Linked DNA regions of Mus musculus: regions 2 and 3 are each linked to region 1. Evidence: chromatin contacts called from public Hi-C data. All regions are on one chromosome and are shown on one strand. The core of a region is the stretch at or near the end of the contact, and the rest is flanking DNA. Distances in the headings are between cores, read along the strand shown. Region 1 has its middle 36 kb from the start of Olfm1. Region 2 has its middle 8.4 kb from the start of Gm13373. Region 3 has its middle 99 kb from the start of Olfm1.

The links. Hi-C and Micro-C count contacts between places; a contact is called where the count stands out from the background.
Region 2: a contact with region 1 is called in a Hi-C map of cerebral cortex, with 10 times the contacts expected there. The contact joins two enhancer-like sites. A contact is called at or near these places in 5 of 484 Hi-C or Micro-C datasets (bone marrow-derived macrophages, cerebral cortex, embryonic fibroblasts and 1 more) and 1 of 115 datasets of contacts at active chromatin or transcription factors (embryonic stem cells).
Region 3: a Hi-C map of cerebral cortex shows a contact between it and region 1, with 6 times the contacts expected there. The contact joins two enhancer-like sites. A contact is called at or near these places in 1 of 15 datasets of contacts at CTCF or cohesin (the NIH/3T3 cell line) and 1 of 484 Hi-C or Micro-C datasets (cerebral cortex).

What each region holds. Positions count from the first base shown.
Region 1 is chr2:28,167,846-28,171,470 of GRCm38.p6, forward strand. No RefSeq gene overlaps it. Among named protein-coding and RNA genes, the nearest start is that of Olfm1, 36 kb to the right of the region's middle. Within about 2 kb of position 1,671, at least 20 of the 459 cell types and tissues checked have an H3K27ac peak or open chromatin away from gene starts, as enhancers often do. A contact at or near this core is called in cerebral cortex, where this site is marked.
Region 2 is chr2:28,411,269-28,414,893 of GRCm38.p6, forward strand. No RefSeq gene overlaps it. Among named protein-coding and RNA genes, the nearest start is that of Gm13373, 8.4 kb to the left of the region's middle. Within about 2 kb of position 1,868, at least 15 of the 459 cell types and tissues checked have an H3K27ac peak or open chromatin away from gene starts, as enhancers often do. A contact at or near this core is called in cerebral cortex, where this site is marked.
Region 3 is chr2:28,303,039-28,306,663 of GRCm38.p6, forward strand. No RefSeq gene overlaps it. Among named protein-coding and RNA genes, the nearest start is that of Olfm1, 99 kb to the left of the region's middle. Within about 2 kb of position 1,848, at least 4 of the 459 cell types and tissues checked have an H3K27ac peak or open chromatin away from gene starts, as enhancers often do. A contact at or near this core is called in cerebral cortex, where this site is marked.

The sequences.
Region 1 (3,625 bases), core at 421-2,920:
TGTGTACCGAACCCAGGCTGTGCGAAGCAATACTTCCCATTGTAAGATTCTAGAAACAGTGTCTGGGATCCTCAGTAGCAAATCAGCTTGTGCAGTGGGAGGGCAGTGGTGATTTCAGAGTGAGAAAAGTCCATCCGAAATGGCAGAGAAGCAGACAGAAATGGAGGAAACAGAGTGTGCGGGGTGTATCATGCTGCGTCTGCAAAACAAACGTGCATGGTGTTATGTACATGCATAAGCGCATGTGCATATACACATGAGCATGTGTGAAGGTGTGCACATGTATCCATGCAATGTGTGTATTTTCTCATATGTAAGTGCATATATATGGGAACATGTCCCTATTAGCATGTGTTACCTATGTATGTATATAAAGATACACACCTATCAGATTAGCCATCTTTGTTAGGATTCTATTATTGTAATAAAACACTATAATCAAAACAACTTGAGGAAGAACGGGTTTATTTCAGCTTATAACCCTCAGGTTACAGTCCATTAATGAGGGAAGTCATGGCAGGAATTCAAGGAGTTCCTAGAGTCAGGAACTGAAGCAGAAGTCTTGGAGAGTGCTCCTTGCTGGCCTGCTTCTCCCAGCTTGCTCAGCCTGCTTTCCTATAGCTTCCCAGGACCACCAACCCAGGGGTGGAACCACCTACAGTAAGCTGGGCCCTCACACATCAACCATCAGTGAAGGAAAATGTACCACAGGCTTGCCAACAAGCCAATCTGGTGGGGGCATTTTCTTAGTTGAAGTTCTCGCTTCCAAAAGAAGCCTAGCATGTGTCACATTGACATAAAATTAACCAGCACACCATCTATTCATTTCTGTGTGTTCACCTACCCATTGCTCCTGCTGCCTATCCTATCCTATCCATCCATCCACCATCCATCCATCCATCTGTCCATCCATCTATCCATTATCCATCCACCCACCATCCATCCATTGGTTCTTCAATGGGTCCATTCATCTATTCATTCATTTACCTGCTCATCTATCCATATGTGCATCCATTCATCAGCCAATCCATCTATCCATTCATTATTCACCCACCCATCTACCCAGCCACCTGTTCATCTACACATCTATGCATCCATCCATTAACCTTCCTGTCCACCTATTTATAAATCCACCCACCAATCAACCAGCCCATCCCCCTGGTGCAGTGGGTCCCACACAAGGCCTAGAATGCTAGTTCAGCTGCAGAAGCTTAGCTGGGAGTGAGATGATCTCCCAAGTGCTCCCTACCAGGCAGGCTTGGTGACTGGTGGACATCTCAGAGAAATGGGCCATGGCTGTTATGCAGAATGAAGTCTCTTGCCCAACCACCAGCGCTTCCCTCTCAATCCTCTTACATCCTCTACCCCCAGGCTGATGTAGTCATCCAGCTAGAAGTGGATACCTGGATTTCCCTGGTGAGTGGCTGAGCTGACTGGGCCTGCAGCCAAAGTCAAAGGGGCAGAGGAATCAGGGTGAGCAAACCCTGAAAGCAGATGAAAGTCACGACAGACCAGAGAAAATGATTCTGCCCTGGCATCCTAGATCCACGTAGGGCTACTTGGGTGGTGCATATAACAGAAGGGCTCACATGCAGCAGGGCAGCACAGACACCTGCCGTGTAGACACGTTTGTAAGGGGGGGGGCTGCTTGTGAACGCAGCTGCCCACACGCCAGCTTGCGATGCAGGGCTGCCTTCATTCTCTCTGCATAACACTCAGCCTACACTCTCTCAGCACGACTCCCGCCCAGCAAAGCTCTGAGAAATCAATGTCAGCAGCAACTGAGTCCACCGTTTTTTCCATTTCGCCCCCTCTCTTCGCACTCCTAAATTTGCCTGCATGGGTAATTAAAGGATTATTTTCATCTGATGTTTGGAGAATCCAGGCTGTTGGCATTGGGGGTGCTTAGAGTAAGGAAGGGGTATGAAATTATTGACCCCTGAGTATGCAAGGTACCTGCATCTTCCCAGGGCACCCGGACTGGGTACAAGCCAGAGGAAGGGGGGGGGGTCTACTGAGGAATACTACATCTTGCTTCAACAATGGGAAATAGCAACTACCCCTGCTGAGAGCATCAAGGGGGTCTCTCTCTCTCTCTCTCTCTCTCTCTCTCTCTCTCTCTCTCTCTCTCTCTCTCTCTCTCTCTCTCTGACAAGATGTAGGACACAATGGAAGCCAAGCACTGCTGTTCCCTGGATAGGTACACCAATAACTTACAGACGTAACCCTAGGGATTCTTGTCTGCACCCAGCCTGGCCAGGGCAGCACGAGGCAGGGCAGGGCTAGCCATCTGCAACTGAGCCTGGCTCAGCTGGGAACTGGGTAGATTCCTGGAGCGGGTGCTAACACCGTTCACATTCTCATTTCCAGGAATAAAATCAGTTCTACCCAAAACCTCATTCCCTCAGCCTCTCCAGAGCAGATGGGCTAGACCAAAGTAATCATGGACACTCTGATTTTCCTCAGTCATCGATCACCCCGTGCCGCCCGCCATCACTGCCCATTCCTATTTCTGGCTCCCCAGCAAGGATGGCCAGAAACCAAGAGCCTCATAGGGTGCAGTAGCCATGAGGGCCTTTGCTCAGACCCCACAAGGCACCCTTCATCCAGCAAGATTAGTTTTCAAGCCAAAGTTGAGAGGCCTCCATCCCTGAAAGAGAGCTGGGTCTTCTGAGCTTGAGACAGCCTGACTACTAGACACAGGTAGATGAGGTGAATCTTTGAAGAGAACATGAGGCATATATCAGCATGATAGGCAGACATCATGGGGAAGGCGGGAGTTGCCGGTTAAAGAGGGGCCAGAAGGACCAGGCTGACTTCAGTGATCCAGGAGAGAGCATCTGACACTCTTTCTCAGTCTCAGTCACAGGGCTACCCTGAATGACAAGGACAACATATGCTCAACCCCCGGTCCTCACCCGTCACCACCTGCAGCTTCCAAGAAAGCTTGCTCATCATCGAGGCTCCTGTCTACTGATTTGTATTTGTTCCACCAGCAGCTGCTGGCACCTGTTCCAGATGTAGGAGCAGGTAAGGCGCTGGGCACACACTGAGCCAGTCGGAAATGATACACAAGGCAAAGCTGAGGGCATCTTGCCTTCCAGGCCTCTCTCTCCCAGGTCCTCCATTCTCACTCATTCTGGATGGCAGCAAAGCTAGACAGAGCCATGCAGATGTCCCCAACTAATGTCCTGTGAGTGACAGCTCTGCTTCTGCACAGACCCTTGCCCTGCAGGCTTCACATTCTTCCCTCGGGCTCAAGAATGAGACGGGGATGCTGTCAGGGATGGCTCTGTCAGTGTTTGCCATGTAAGCATAAGGAACAGGGTCCAACTCCCCAGCACCCATGTGAAGACGTGGTGGCACACACCTGTGATCCCAGAACCATAATGGGGTGGGGGTGCATTTGAAGATAGGCAGATCCCCAGAGTTACTGTTCAGCCGACCAGTGAATAGGTAAGCTCTGGGCTCTGTGAAAGACCCTGTGTCAAAAATAAGGAAGACACCTAATATCAACCTCTGCCCTTACACACACACACACACACACACACACACAGAGAGAGAGAGAGAGAGAGAGAGAGAGAGAGAGAGAGAGAGAGAGAGATCTGGCTTCATGACCCTTCTT
Region 2 (3,625 bases), core at 618-3,117, 240 kb after region 1:
AGGTTCCGTCCATTATCAACATGGCAGGAAGCATGGCAGTGTGCAGGCAAACATGGTGCTGGAGGAGCCAAGAGTTCTAAATCTTGATCCAAAGACAACCGGGAGAGACCTCAGCAGGCAGCCAGGAGGAGGAGCACTCCCACACTGAGTGGAGGAGCACTCCTGTACTGGGTGGAGCTTGAGCATAGGACCTCAAAGCCCAATCCCACGATGGCAAACTTCCTCCAACAAGGACACACCTATTCCAACAAGGACACACCTTCTAATAGTGTTACTCCCTCTGGGCCAAGCAGTCAAACACATGAGTCTATGGGGGCCAAACCTATTCAAACCACTACACCTGCTGAGCCATCTCAACAGCCTGCAATGTGATAGGATTTGTCCTGTATCTGCAGGATACCATAGTAGCTATTATGGTCACTGGCCAGGCCACTTCTCCCCAGCCTGCTTCCCATGGTCCTCTCAGTGACCATGAGCCCCAGTAGAGACAAGCCGCCAACATGCAACCCATGGGATTCCTTGATTTTTTTTTTAAAGTGTATCTTGAGGCCATGAAATATTTCAACACCAAATTTCACTATTAATGAGAAGGCAGAAGCCAGCACCTTCTGAGAAAGGGTTTCTTGGGCACTTTATAGATCAAAGCTATAGAATAAAATAAATATGACCAAAGATGGCTATGAGGAGATGTTCTGTCCAGGAAAACACCCAGAGAAGAGAATAGAGAAAATGAGGGCTCACAGGCATTAAGGCACTTCCACCCTAAATCAGCCTAGGGTAAGCAGGGAGGAAGGGAGAGAGAGAGGGAGGGCCCCAGGCTGACTCCTCCCACTCATCTGGTGAGAACTGCATTCTACCAGGAAAATGTCATCCTCCAATCCAACCCTAGGGGAAGAAACCAGGTCCCTACAGCCCCTGTGACAAGAACAAAGTAGGGGACCAGCTTGGTGAGGCCAGGCCTGAGTCACTGTGAATCCAAACCCACCTCCAGCGTCAGCACAGTGGTGGCTCACTGGAGAACATCAGAGTGGTGAGGTCTAGAACCCACGTTCTCTGCAATAACCTTCTATCCACATTTGCTACACATGGGGTTCCAGAAAAACGTGGAACGTGTTGAAGCCACCAGGTGAGCTGAGGGCAGGTCCCCAAAATGGCAGCTTTGCTACATGAGGCAGCCCCAAAGCTGCTTCCAGACAAGGCCAAACAGAGTTGAGCTCCAGAGAAGCTTGCAGGGCAAGCCATGGGCCTCGGCAAAGGTGCAAGGGCCTTCCAAAGGGCAAGCTTGAGAACACACAGAATGTTCTGCAGAAGAAAGTAAGGGAGAGTGCACAGGTCACTGTCACCCCTGGAGCCCCCTCTGAGACTCCCTGGATACTACACTACACAAGCTGAAGCCACACCCACTTGTGACCAGCACTTTCACTATGTGCAGCTCTTGCCCTCCGGGGCTCCCTGCGGGACGAGGATGAAGGTAACCTGCTGCAGGTACTATCTCAGCCCTTCCCCTGCCCGCAAATCTGAGCCACGTTGGAGTGGCCACTGCTGGGGCTCAGTTTCCACTTCCCAGAAGCAGCAATGAGCCCCGAAGTTGCCATCTTCAAAACAGTCCCAAGAACTGACCACTGTACTGAACATAAAAGCTCCTGTAACTGTAAAGCTCTGTGCCTTGGGAGTATCACAATGGTCATGCCACAGCCCCCAGGCAGACCCAATCCCTACCAGTCCATGAGAGCAAGTGCTGGCTGGGCACAGCATGGGGCAGGAATCCAGGCCCACATGTGCAGCTGGCAACTGTTCCAGGAGCCAGGCAGCCTGTGGGCTGCAGCAAGCTTGGGGAAGGAAAGGACGAGGCAGATGGCTCGTGGGAAGGCTGGTGGCACCACCCCCATGTGGGCGGCAGACGCAGACTTCTCCTGGTGCTATCTCCTCCGCACCAGATCAGGAGATGCCATGGGAGGATGGGTTTGGCACAAGAGATGAGCTTCCAGCCTCTCAGTGCCACCCTGGCCTCTAGGAAGATTACATTCAAACTTACACTCGGCACAGTCCCACTGACTCCCAACACCCTGTCCTGCCCTCTGTCGATCCTTCCTCACATGGATGACCCTAGCCACTTTCACTCAGCAGACTGTTCCTATGGGAGAGCTGAAGCCCCAGGGCTTTTACCCCTTAGGATCTTTTCCCAACCAGCCAGTCTTAGAAAAGTGTTTCTAAAATAAGAGGATGGATGCGTGGATGGATGGATGGACAGATAAGTAGATAGATAAATAAGTTGATGTGTCAGTGACAAGGTAGATAGATCTGTGGATAGATGGATAGATGATGGTGGACAAGCTGCAGGTTACATGGGTGGATGGATGAATGGATGACTAAATGAATAGCTTGTGGATATATAGAGATATATATAGATATATGCAAATGGCTAGATACGTAGCAAGTGGGTGGATGGGAGCATGGATGGATGAGCAGATTGATGGATGGATGGATGGATGGATGGATGGCTGGATGGATGGATGGATACATGTGTTGGGTGGGTAGATAGATAAGTGGAAGGATGGATGATAGATGGATAGATAAAGGATGGGTAAATGGTGGGTGAGTGGAAGAATAAACGAGAGGATGCATGGATGCATGGGTGCATGGATGAGTAAATGGATGGACAGATGGATGAATAAATGAGTACATGGATGATGTGGATGGATGGATGGATGGATGGATGGATGGGTAAATGGATTGCTAAATATGTGGGTAGCAGATGAGTGGACAATGGACAATATGGATGGGTACACCCATGAATGGAACTGAGTGGATGAACACCCAGGTGGCATGAATGGATGGATAGACAGAGGATGATGCAGGGTTAGATAGTTGGGTAGACATAGATTATGTGCTTGGCACACAAATGGAAGGACAGTGGACGAAGAGGAGGACCGGGACAGGGCAGGACCTGGGCTTAGATCCAAGGTTGGAGGTGTGAGAACAGGAAGCCCAGGGAGGTGGACTATTTGCCAAGCAGAGCAAGACAGGAGTAATTAAGCCCATGTGCACTTCCCAGAAGCCCCAGCAGCCCTGGCTTCATTAAGGTGCTGGCCAGGGAAATCTCATCAGAAATAGAAATTGAGGTTTGGGCTGCTTCCAGCTGCACACTCTCTAATTCCAACCCAACCACAGCCCAGGAGGGCCCAGCCCACAGTGTCCAGAAGTGAAGAACCCAGAGCAGGAAGTGTCCCTACCTGGATGACACCCCTGACCTTCTGAGGCTCTATTGCCCTCTCCCTCTGGGAAAACCCAACAACACAAATGCCAAGCAATGCCCGGCTTCAGACAACTCAGGATCACCTTCTGTGATCACAGCCCATCCCCCACCGGAGCCCACACATTTCTGTCTGTCCTTCCTCACATGCAGATAGATTTGACAGCCAGACATGTCTCCTCCCTATGTAATCCTACTCATGCGAGTCCCACACAAGACTTTCAATCAGGTTATCATTGCTTCAACTTGCACATGGAGAAACTGAGGCTGACATGAGGTCGTGGTCCCATCAGTGACTTGCCCAGAGTATGGAGTCCAAGGTGTCTATGTGATCAGACTCAGCATCACCAAAGGCATCCAAACAGCGTCACA
Region 3 (3,625 bases), core at 598-3,097, 140 kb after region 1:
AACACTTACCTTGCCATTGTACTACACAGCCAGTATAGGCTCTGTTGATTAGGCATGCCATCAGTGAAGCACAATCCCACTAGCATAGACAAATCTTGTTAACATTGAAGGCACAGAAAAATGACAATTGTAGAATTTACAGTGGTGAATAAGACTGGAAACTGTAAAGAGAAGATTTCCATACTTTGCAAAGCTAGATGTCTTCTCATGTGTGCCTGAGGGATGAAACAGCTTGCTCACTGGCTACATGATGCCAACAATGAGGGCTAGCAAAGCCTGTTACTTGACCTCTCCGAGGAGGCTGGAATCCTAGCCTGGCCTTCTGATAAGGAAGCTAAGGTGAGAGAGAGGGGTCAGCTGGAGTCTACGGTCCTAGCCGCCAACCTTCCTCCACTCTGGGGCCATGCCTCACACTCTGGGGATCCTTCTGTGAGCCGTAGAACTTCCTAACCTGTACATCTAGATGCTGTCATATGGACTGGCTGAACATAGAAGGCTGGCTCCTGCCTGCTTTGTGTGTGTGTGTGTGTGTGTGTGTGTGTGTGTGTGTGTGTGTGTGTCTGTCTGTCTGTCTGTCTGTCTTGCTGGCTTTCCTCTTAGCTACTCTTGATCCTCTGAGGTACTAACCCCAGGCTGCCTTGAGCCATCCCACAAGCCCATCTTACTGCATGGGGACATCATCTCTTCCCATTGCCTAGTGAACGCCTATCTGCCTACAAAGCCTCAACTCGAAATGCTCTGCTCTGTCAGCTAAGTTTGGTTATACATATGCCTTGGGGACATCTGTCCTCTCTCTGCATGTCACAGTACACAACAATGAATGCATGAATGCATGAATGCATGAGACTGTCCATCTCCTAAGTCTCTGGCACTGTTGTCACCAATACAGATATGTGGAAGACTCCTACAGCATCCCTAACTTTTGCAAAGTGCCTGGATCCACAATTAAGAATCAGAGGCCTGGCTACCAATGGTTCCTGGAGACACAAGGGCCTTGGAAGTCCACGCTAGGCCTTTCCTCACCAGGCCTCAGATCCAACATACACCTGATTCAACAACAGTCAACTGCAGCACGGGGCTGCTAGCCTGCTTTCTAACTCGGGAATAGAAAGCTGTTCTTATCAGGGACCGCTACAGCAGGAAGCAGGTGGAGGAGGTATTTTGGGGTTTGGAAGGGGCCCCCCAGAGCCTGTGAAATCACACCAAGTAGGCAGCCACCTACTCTGCCTAAATATATAATGTTGGTCTCAGGCTGCAGAACAAGCTGCCTCCCAGCCAGCCGCCCCCCCCCCCCCCCCGGCAGCATGGTTCTGCATGAGCCTCTGTAGGGCCTCTTGACCAACCAGTGCTGCCCAGTTGCAGCCAGGCTCTTCTGAGGTCTCCAGTGCCATTGCCTGACTCGGAACAGGCACGGGCCGAAGAGCCACAGTGTGCCCACAAGCAGTGAACGTGAAAGAAGCCATCTTTGATGGCGCCTTGGGATCCAGGGCAGAACTTCTGGGGGGTCCTTTGCATGGCCCCCTTTGTCCTGCCTCATTGGATCCTCCTCATAGTTCATGACCTCAAGGATGGTGAGGTGGCCTCTTCCTGAGTTCTAACAGCAAGAAAAAGTGTAAGGTGGTGGAGCCTGAGAGTCACCCAGGAAGGGTATCTCTTCCTGGCTGGCCTCTTCTCCTTCTTGGTACACAGAGGCTGAGGGTGAGGCCCTTCCCAGATTGGGGGTCGAGGTGGTTTTCCCAGAAAGAGTGAGCTTCATAGAATTCTGGAATGGTGTCCCCCACTCCATCTCACCTTGAAGCCTGGAGACTCAGAACAGAGGAGTCTGCTTTAGTGCCCTGTATGGGTTCCCGGTCTCAGGGGCGACCCCTGCTGGAGAAGCATAGGTACTCTGAGTCCAGAGTCCAGCCTACCCTGATGTGGGAGAGCTGTAAAGGAAGGTGTTGTCCTGCCCCTGTCCCCTGTCCCCTGTTCCTGTTCCCTATGCCCACTCTAAGATGTAGGGGGATCCCTATATGAAGGAAGAAGCAGATCCAGCCAGCCAAAGGGGATCTATCTGCCTCAGACAAACCTCTGTAGGTTTGTCTGTCTCATTGGTGAGTTAGGAAAACACTGTCGCCTACAATAGGTACTGGACCACTGTCACTTAGGACAGGTGCCTGCCACCTCCAGTAGCTTCCTCACCCTAAAATCTGAGTGTGCCTGGATTCTGAGTTAGGACAGACCCAAGTCGCAAATTTAAGTGAAAGATTTTTATCTGGGCTGACAATGCTTTTTCTAAGAACCAAAGACCAGCTAACAAAATAATAAGAAGGATAATGAGAACATTAGATGTCTAACATCTACTACTATCCATCTCTGGCCCCCATATGAACACACACAGGCACAGGCACACATGCACTCACATTAACAAAACACGTGCACAGGCATATACAACTTGCAGGTGGATGTGAGGGAAGAGCATGGAGCCCATAAGACTTGAACCCAAAGTTGAGCCCAGGCTCTGGGCCACTCAGGCATCATCTGCTGTGGCTTCCTATTGCCTTGCTTCTGCCACGCCTGCCTTAGAGCAGCAATTCTCGACCTTCCTAATGCTGTGAGTTCATAACTGTAATTTTGCTGCTGTTATGATCGTAATGTAAATTATCTGATTCGATGGATATCTGATATGTGACCCCTGTGAAAGTGTCGTTTGTCCCCTCCCCACAAGATGTCACGACCCACAGGTTGAGAACTGCTGGCTTAGAGACTCATGACCAGACCAGCACGTAATGGGCCTCCTTTCATCAGCCTCTACCTGATTGATCCTCCAAGGCCATCTTGTCTCCATAAAGCTAGGTTGAGCTGATCCTCTCCTCAGCCAGTGTGACAGCCCCTGGGACACCAGACTCCACTCTGCCCTGCTACTCACAGATGTCCACAGTGCAGTCCTCATCCCTTCTAGATGGTCTGTTTCCTGACAGCTGTCAATCATCCATCCACTCACTCATCCAGCTTCATAGGCCAGCACCCACTACCGCAGGTTTCCAGGTGCCCACAGGAGGTCTTGAGGATCTGGTACGTCATCCCTCCTACTGGGCATGTGTATTTCCCCCCACTCCAGGCCCTGCTGTTATTCCTTGTCCAGTTTGGGGGTCCTCCATCTTAGGTGTCAGAAGCCAGTTGACATGCCCAGCAGACCCCAGTAGAAAGCCTAGCATGATCACTTGTTTTTTTTTTAAGACTCCCTGCTGAGTTTCTACTTCTTCCTGAGAGATAGAAATGTTGAAGCAGCTGGGTACCTGGCTGCAGTCAGGTACAGTCCCTGGGTTGATGACCCTGGGGCTCTATGGAGACTTGGAGCACGACTAAAGAATTGGTTAATAGATAAGCCTCAATCAGGAGGTAGATGGCGGTGGGGGTGGGGTGGAGCCAGGGAGGGGGACCTAGGCTCCCAAGGCAGGTAGGTACCCATGTTGGCAATGATCCTGCAGTACCACGCTGGGGAAACGGGATATGTCTAAACGTCATGGCATTACACTGAGGATCCTTGAAGTTCCTGTCTTTTTTCCAATCCCATAACACATGCATAATTCACTTGAACTCCCCTAGCAATGGGGCACTTAATACCCCAAAGGCAGCCAGTGAA